Linked DNA regions of Sus scrofa: region 1 is linked to region 2. Evidence: chromatin contacts called from public Hi-C data. All regions are on one chromosome and are shown on one strand. The core of a region is the stretch at or near the end of the contact, and the rest is flanking DNA. Distances in the headings are between cores, read along the strand shown. Region 1 has its middle 140 kb from the start of TEAD1. Region 2 overlaps LOC102164222 (a long non-coding RNA gene).

Region 1 (4,089 bases), core at 335-2,834, 73 kb after region 2:
TCTATCGATGAACTTTTTTTTTTTTTTTTTTTTTTTGTCTTTGTCTTTTTAGAGCCACACCTGCAGCATTTGGAAGTTCCCAGGCTAGGGGTCAAATCGGAGCTATAGCTGTCAGCCTACACCACAGCCACAACAGCTCAGACTCCAAACCGCGTCTGCAACCTATACCACAGCTCATGGCAACACCAGATCCTTTACCCACAGAGCAAGGCCAGGGATCAAACTCACGTCCTCATGGTTAATAGTCAGGTTTGTTTTTTGTTTGTTTGTTTGTTTTTTGTCTTTTTTTTTTTGGCCTTTTCTAGGGCCACTCCCTTGGCATATGGAGGTTCCCAGGCTAGGGGTCTAATTGGAGCTGTAGCTGCTGGCCTATGCCAGAGCCACAGCAACACAGGATCCGAGCTGCATCTGTGACCCACACCACAGCCCACAGCAAGGCTGGATCCTTAACCCATTGAGCAAGGCCAGGGATCGAACCCACAACCTCATGGTTCCTAGTCAGATTCGTTAACCACTGCGCCACAACGGGAACTCCAACGGGAACTCACTGGTTTGTTAACCAGTGAGCCACCATGGGAACCTTTGTTTCTGATCTTTGACTGTGACAACAATGCAGCAAAGACCATCCTTGTACTCGGCTTTGACAAATAATAATGAACTGAAGACATACACTAGGCTCTGAAGGCAGCTCTGGGCAATATTGTTGGCATAAAGTGACTGGTTGGAAGCAGATAATGCTGCTCTGATCTGATTGGATTCATTCTGGCTTGTTTTCTCAAAAAAATACCTCCCTAGCCTATTCCTGGAATAGTTGTACTACTCCCCAAATCTCCCTATTTGAAAAAGTGTAGAATCTACATAATAATATTATAAGAATGGTGACGTTTTCATCCAGACATGACTGTCTTAAAAAACCTCCAAGAGAGATAATGAACAGACTAGTCTTTCTTTGGTTGGCACCGGAGAGTCAAGGAGGCAGAGACTGCAGACAGCCACTCGAGAAGCAGCTGTTAAGAACATTCACACTCTAATTTTCTGCCACAGCTTGAAACAGTGAAATGTATTAAAATGTGCCACTTTGGTTAACATGGGTTCAATTAGACGAAGGCTGTCAATTTGGAAGGAGAGCAAATGTTCCTTGGTGGCCATCCTTGCTGCTGCCCAGGCCTGCAGAGGCTGTGTGTGGACCCGAATCAGAGAGAACCTATTTGTGAGGTTCTGGCACAACCCAGGCACAAATAAGACCTGGGGGTTCACCTTCCTGGATGAACATTATTTCTGAATCAGGAGAAAGGCTCATGTGGAAGGCAGGCCAGGGAATGGAAGTCTTTCTAAGAAGTCTCTGCTGTCTGAGGCAACGGATGCTCAAATGAGCTCCATGCAAATGAAAACCGGTCCCGAAGGCATGTAGAGCCAAAGAAAATTCTTGGTTGGGGTGGAAAAAAATGTCAGAGAAATAGTTTCTCCTTGCTTCTCAGCAGGCCCCAGCTATCACTGCAATCCAGATCTGGCCTCTGAGCAGTGCTGGCAGGTTTATCTTGGACCAGCTGCTGTGATGAAATCACAGTAATTCCAGGTTTCCCTCAAATCTAGACTGAGCCAAAGGCAATCTGGGCTTCTAGCATCCTGCTTACTTCATGGCCCTCTCTCCAGTCCCTCCTCAACTTTCAAGCTTCTGATTTTTTTTTTTTTTTTTTTTTGACTGAGATGGGGTGGTGGAGGAAACTCTTTCAGGACAGCCCAGAAATCTGGAAAATGTCTATTTCGAGTTAGTTCAAGAAACTTGTGTGGAGCACTGGTGAGTCTCTTCAGGTGGGCTTATGATGTGAGGCTGCCAAACATGGACTGTGTATCTGACAACATGCCAGGCTCTGTACCAGACCCTGTACACAAAAGATCTCCCTTAATCCATTGAGAGCACTCTGGGCTAGGAACTATTATCCCTATTTTATTTTTTATTTTTTTGTTTTTTAGGGCTTTCAGACCTGTGTTTTTTTTGCTTTTGTTTTTTTTGTTTGTTTGTTTGTTTTTGTTTTTGGTCTTTTTGGGGCTGCATCTGTGACATATGGAGGTTCCCAGGCTAGGGGTTGAATTGGAGCTACAGCTGCCAGCCTACACCACAGCCATAGCAACGCCAGATCTGAGCCACATCTGTGAGCTACACCATGGTTCACGCCAATGCCAGATCCTTAACCCACTGAGTGAGGCCGGGGATGGAACCCGCATCCTCATGGATACTAGTTGGATTTGTTCCTGCTGAGCCACAATGGGAACGCCCATCCCTATTTTATAAATGAAGAAATTGGGTCTCAGGAACATTACCTTAGAACTCACAGCCGTAAGGAGAAGTATCTGGATCTGAACCTGGCTATAGTCTGAATCTCAGGTCTCTGCTTGTTCTCACTATGTTACAGCACTGGCCATAAGCAAGAAAGCCTTATTCCTTATTTAGCTTCCAGGAAAAGAGACTGAGACAAGAAAAACTAAGGTGAACAGAAGAGGGAAAACTGACACTCAGATGAGAAAAGGTTAGAGGCAGGTAGGTAGAATGTGTCATAAAAATGACAGACACCAGGTCCACATTCACCCCAAGCCCAAACTCTGAAGACCTTGTTGGCTCTTGGAGTCCAGTGGATGCATATTAATCAAATTTACCCAGCAAGCATTTATTGAAGGAGAACTTTGAGCAACTGGCACAGAACTTGAGGTGTTCTGAGATGTTTCCCACTCCTCTTTGCCCCGGAGGGAGAGGAAAAATCTTTTTGAGCGCATCCAATATAGAAATATCTATGTACTCTAAGGGGTTCAGTTTTCAGATATGATGGCCCAGGATGCTGAGAGACCCGCAGTGGGACGCACTTGGGTTTCGGGAGCCCTGTGTGTGGAGTTTCTTAGAATTCCTTTCAAATGGGCTTCCTGGGCTAGATGGGTAGCTCATTGCCTCCTCAGATTCTGGGCTCCCAGAACGATGGCAGCAGATCTGTTTTAGGGCCCAAGGCATCCTCAACCCAGAGAATGAGACGGACTGTAAACAGTACACCTCAGTAATATCCAGCAGCGTGTGCTGGTGAAGAAGAGGAGCATGAGTTCATAGTGGAACCAGTGAGATCCTGAACCATGACATGTCAAAAAGGACAGTTCTTTTTTTTTTTTTTTATTTTTTTGTCAGATTCCTGGGCAACTACTGAATGACTTAAATTATATGAACATAAAATCAATTTGGTAAAAATTTTTTTTGAGCTACACCTGTGGCATATGGAGGTTCCCAGGCTAGGGGTTGAATCAGAGCTAGAGCTGCTGGCCTACAACCATAGCCATGGCAATGCAGGATCCAAGCTGCATCTGCAACCCACACCACAGCTCATGGCAACGCCAGATCCTTAACCCACTGAGCGAAGCCAGGGATCAAATCTGCATCCTCATGGATCCTAGTCAGGTTCGTTAACCACTGGGCCATGAAGGGAGCTCCTAAGAAGGACAGTTCTGAGCAAAGCTGGCCTACAGATGTTTCTCATTGTCACCTGTGGCATCTTAGAGCATGTCCTTCAGATCTTCCTGAGGCAGCTCCAAAAGGCCCAGAGATACCAAAAGGCCGGTGGTAAAAAGCTCTGCCCTTCAAGTGAAGGAGCTGCTGGATTCCAGAAATGACTCACCAGTGATTTTGATCCAAGGAAACTCTCTTCTCTAAAAGAGAAGCATCCCATGTCCCTGACTGTGGATTTTCCCCTGGCCAAGGTCTCCGGTGGAGGGAGGGGGGATGTTTTGGTCTTTGAATTATTTTGTTGGAGACTTTATGTGAGGCATTAAGAGCAAGAAGAAAATGGCAAAACCACTCAACTTTGCATCTCTTGATAAGGGGAAGGGCAGTCCCTACCAGGTAGAGAAAAAAAGACAAGGCAAAATAAAAACTGGTCTTATGACAATAACTTTTTTTTTTTTTTTGTCTTTTTGCCATTTCTTGGGCCACTCACTCGGCATATGGGAGGTTCCCAGGCTAGGGGTCTAATCAGAGATATAGCTGCTGGCCTACGCCAGAGCCACAGCAATGCAGGATCCGAGCCGCATCTGCAACCTACACCACAGCTCACG
Region 2 (4,620 bases), core at 655-3,154:
AAGAAAAAAAAAAACAAAAACAAAAAAAAAACAGTGAACACAATATTAAAAAAGAAAGGCAAATACATTTAAAAATTACTGGGAAAAAGGTTATGGAATAAAAATAAATGGAAAAAAACTCACAGTAATATATATATATATATATATATGGTATCATCTTATTTTTAAAGTAATGTACATAGAAAAGACTGAAAAGAACAAGCTAAAATGACACTGAATGATACATACAATAAAGTTTTTTCCTTATTTCTTTTTTTCCCATATTTTTCTATAATGACTATATGTATTTATGGAGTCCCATCATGGCTCAGTGGAAATAAATCTGACTAGTATCCATGAGGATGTAGGTTCAATCCCTGGCTTCGCTCAGTGAGTTAAGGATCTGGTATTGCCATGAGCTGTGGTGTAGTTTGCAGACACGGTTCGGATCTCGTGTTTCTGTGGCTGTGGTGTAGGCCAGCAGCTGCAGCTCTGATTCAACCCCTAGCCTGGGAACCTCCATATGCCACAGGTGAGGCCCAAAAAACAAACAAACAAACAAACAAAAAAACTGTATATATTCTTTCTGTAATCAGAACAAAAATAGATAACTTATCTCTGATTAATGAGATTAAGGGAAGTTATTTTCTTCTTTATTCTTTTTGTTATTTGTCCATAATAGTTTTGTATTATTTTAAATATCGGGGGAAAAGATTTTAAAATTTTATTCCAGGACCCTGGACCAGAGTTTCCAAAGCTCTGAGGCTCTGTGCTTGGGGCTCCTGAGCAGTGTCCTGCAAAGTGTCTGCCCCTGGACACTCTCTGGCCAGGTTGGCCTTGGCCCTCAGTGACTGTTGCCAGTCCAGGAGAGCAGGGGAGAGAGCGCTCCTTTTCTCAGTGCTGGCTACCCAACCAATGACTCCTCTGTTCAAACAGCCACCTTTGATGTTGCACAGGGACCACGGGAGTGAGGAGAACTGGAATGGGGAGAGTTGGGAAGAGCCAGAAAGACAAAGGCCAAGGGAGAAAGCCAGGCATAGAGCACTTCTAGGCTGGAAACATCTGGAGCACAGTGTTCTAGGCTCCCTTGCTCTCCAAGATTGTTGAGGTTTCTTAAGTAGCTCTGATGCTGGAAGTCTTTGCCTCCTCCACCTCCCCAGGATCTGCTTGTCATTCCAGATAGACCATGAGTTTCTACAGCTGTGAAATTCCTGGCATAGAAGGTAGCCTGCCAGAATAGCTGTTTTCCTAACAAATAGCAGCCATGTAAATGTAGTATGTTAAATTCAACAGTGTGAAAACAGAGGGAAGAAGGATAATTTCTGGGTACTAAGCTAAGACGGCTGCCATGTACTGTTGTCTATGTCGTATACTGCCACATTTTCCATTCATAAAGTAGACATTAATTTCCATATTGATTACAACAATTTTTCTGAGAGGTGGCTGTAAATCATTTAACAAAATTAGTATGACAATTTTCAGACATAAGAAGAATACTGTCTTAAGAAAGGAGTGTCCTTTTCTTGTTGGTTGTATGGATCACTGGCAGCTTTGTTAGCAAACACAGAATTTTAATTCAGTGGCCACTTCTTGCTCTTGTCCACAAACCAGCTCAATCTGCTGTGAAACTCACAAACGTGAGCATGGATGACTGGACAGTACTAAAATGATAATCTCTGATGCATACTTACAGATGCTGACAAGGAGGTAGAACCAACGGCCTTTTCAGCATCTTGAATGTGCACAGGAGAGGTTGTCTGTTCTGCCCTCGCACTTGGATTTCTGGCTTCCCCAGTATGAGAATTGCATGCCGATGTGTGGATTTCAAAGCAATTATTGAGACCTAAGGGCTCTATTAAGCAGAAATTGCTGTCTGACTCGGCAAGCTTCAGTGACTTGGTCGCTATGGTGTTTAATCCTGACTCATGGGCCCACATGCTCTCTCCCAGATTGCAGACCATAGATTCCGTGATTGACCACATCCGACTGCTCACTTCCTTGCACCGTGTATGTGTATGTGTGTGTGTGTGTGTGTGTGTGTAAGCATCCGTGCAAGCTCACTCATATGTATAATGAATGCACATTGGCTTCCCTCTAAAATTCTTATTGAAATACTGATACAAATTACTTTTGGCCACATTCACTTTCAAATTAGGAAAAACCAATTTGCTCTGCTGAAACAAACAGAGCAGAAACATGTCAGCAGTCTTGGACTGCCATATTTGGGGAGGTGTTTTAGTAATGAGGGGCCCTACCACACAAGGCCTCTTTTCTTTCTTCCCCCTCTGTTCTCCACCTGCTCAACTGAGCAGAAAGAGCTTTGGGTAGAGTGAGAAGTCACGGAAATCCCTGGGTTCCCTCTGGGCGGTTATATCTCCTTTCAGGAGATACCTGATAGTCCTTTTCTCACAAAGCTCTTCTAGGCATCACTCCCTAAGGTCCTGTCTGAGCAGCCCAGACCCACTTGCTGAATTCTGTATATATTCAGAATATCTAAGATGAATATCCTAGATTGCTGAAGATATTCAGTACTGAATATCTAAGAAGAAAGATGTACCAAACTCAGTATTTTAAAAATGAACATATTAGTCACCTTCCCCACTTACCACTACTTCTTCCATATTCCTTTGGTGTAGTGGCTATGAGAGCACCCCTAGCAGAACTCGAACTACAGGGAGGGTAATTGACCAAAGGCCCACTGTGCTCTGAAATCCATCACTGTGTTTGTGCAGAGACCATGCTTCCCTCTGGTTGGTGTCAGCCAATGAATAAGCATGGTGAGGATATGAAGGCAGACCCATTCCAGGGTGACGGGGGACAGCTCTGAAGTCCGACAGCTGACTTCTGCTCAAGGACTCCTGATAGCCTTGCAAAATCTCCCATGACAGTTTGGGATGCTGTCACCCCACCTTTCCTCCCTCACTCCTATACTTGGGTCTCCTATATTTGTGGTTTGATGGCCCTCCCAGGTTTTTATAGCTCCCTCGCTAATTTCTTAAATGAAAATCATTGCATATTCAATCCCATTTTGGCATCTTTCTCAAGGACTCAGATAACAAAAGCAATACTGCGAGTGGGGTAATAGTACATTCTGAGTCTGGGTTTGCCTTTCCTGTCTCTGGATGATGAGCAGGGGCTCACGTATGCCAGAAGACACAGCAAGGATCCTACTGAACTACAGGGCATTAATACTTTCATTAAAGACACTGTTAAGGGATTAAAAAAAAATCAAGTCTACACAATGGGAAAGGATGTTTGCAGTACATGCATCTGTTATAACTTGTATGCAGAACATACGGATTCTTGCCAGTCAATAAGAAAAAAACCAGATAACCCAATAGAAAAATAGGCAAAGGACTTGATCAGGTACTTCACTAAAGAGAATATCCACATGGCAATAAATATTTGAAAGAATATTAAATTCCACTAGTTATTTGGAAAATGTAAAATAGAGCTTCAAGTGATGCCACTAAAAATGGCTAAAATGGGACTTGCTGGTGGCTCAGTGGGTTAAGGATCTGGCATTGTCACTTCAGTGGCTTGGGTCACTGCTGTGGTGCAGATTTGATTCCTGGCCTTGGGACTGGGGACTTCCAAGTGCCACAGGCATGGCAAAAAAAAAAAAAAAAAAAAAAAGAAAAAAAAAAAAAAAAAAAAGAAAGAAATGGCTCATGCAAACACCAGACAGTACCAAGTGTTGACACATAACTAGAGCTGAGTACGTAGAACTTTCTTGCTCCACTTGTGGAAGTGTATATTAGAATAACTATTTAGGAAAACTGTTTGACAGTATCTACTAAACTATACACATACATTTCCTCTGACCAGCAATTCCATGTGTACCTAAGTTCCCAGTAGCATTGTTCGTGGTACCAAAACAAATCATAATACAAATGTACATGGAGAGAAGAATAGATAGCTAATTGTGTTTTTATGTTCAAATAATAGAATACAGCATTGAGGATGAATGAACTATTACATACACAACATGGACACTCAGAATGTTAAGTGAAAGGAACTGAACTTTAGAAAGTGTATGGAATGATTCCATTTGTCAAGTACTTAAAATCAAACTAAATTGGTCTAGATGGTTAGAAATCAGAATAGTGGTTCTCCTTGGGGGGTCAAGTAATGACTGTGGTGCTAGTAAAAGTTATATTTCATGAGCTGGTGCTAATTATACAGAAGAGTTCCTTTATCAAAATCCATCAAGCTGTGCTAGGATTTGTACAAGTTTTTGGTGTGTATGGATTTGCTTTAATAAAACTTACCAAAATAATTTATTTTTTTCTCAATATTTTCAGTATCAAAAATTTAGAAAATACGGAGTTCCCATTGTGGCGCAGTGGTAAATGACTCCAACTAGGAACCACGAGGTTGTGGGTTCAGTCCCTGGCCTCGCTCAGAGAGTTAAGGAGCCAGCGGTACTGTGAGCTGTGGTGTAGGTCGCAGATGTGGCTTGGATCCTGCATTGCTGTGGCTATGGCTGTGGCCGGCAGCTGTAGCTCCATTGCAACACTTAGCCTGGGAACCTCCACATGCTGCAGGTGTGGCCCTAAAAAGCAAAAAAAAAAAAAAAAAAAAAAAAAAAAATTTTTTAAATACAAAATAAGATTCTCTGGTGGCCTAGCAGTTAAGGAT

Evidence for each region. Hi-C and Micro-C count contacts between places; a contact is called where the count stands out from the background.
Region 1: a contact with region 2 is called in a Hi-C map of embryonic fibroblasts, with 2.9 times the contacts expected there. The contact joins two enhancer-like sites. A contact is called at or near these places in 2 of 47 Hi-C or Micro-C datasets (embryonic fibroblasts and fibroblasts).

What each region holds. Positions count from the first base shown.
Region 1 is chr2:46,811,842-46,815,930 of Sscrofa11.1, forward strand. No RefSeq gene overlaps it. Among named protein-coding and RNA genes, the nearest start is that of TEAD1, 140 kb to the left of the region's middle. Within about 2 kb of position 1,585, at least 11 of the 83 cell types and tissues checked have an H3K27ac peak or open chromatin away from gene starts, as enhancers often do. A contact at or near this core is called in embryonic fibroblasts, where this site is marked.
Region 2 is chr2:46,738,362-46,742,981 of Sscrofa11.1, forward strand. All of the region lies in intron 3 of LOC102164222 (a long non-coding RNA gene), which reads left to right. Among named protein-coding and RNA genes, the nearest start is that of TEAD1, 70 kb to the left of the region's middle. Within about 2 kb of position 1,905, at least 8 of the 83 cell types and tissues checked have an H3K27ac peak or open chromatin away from gene starts, as enhancers often do. A contact at or near this core is called in embryonic fibroblasts, where this site is marked.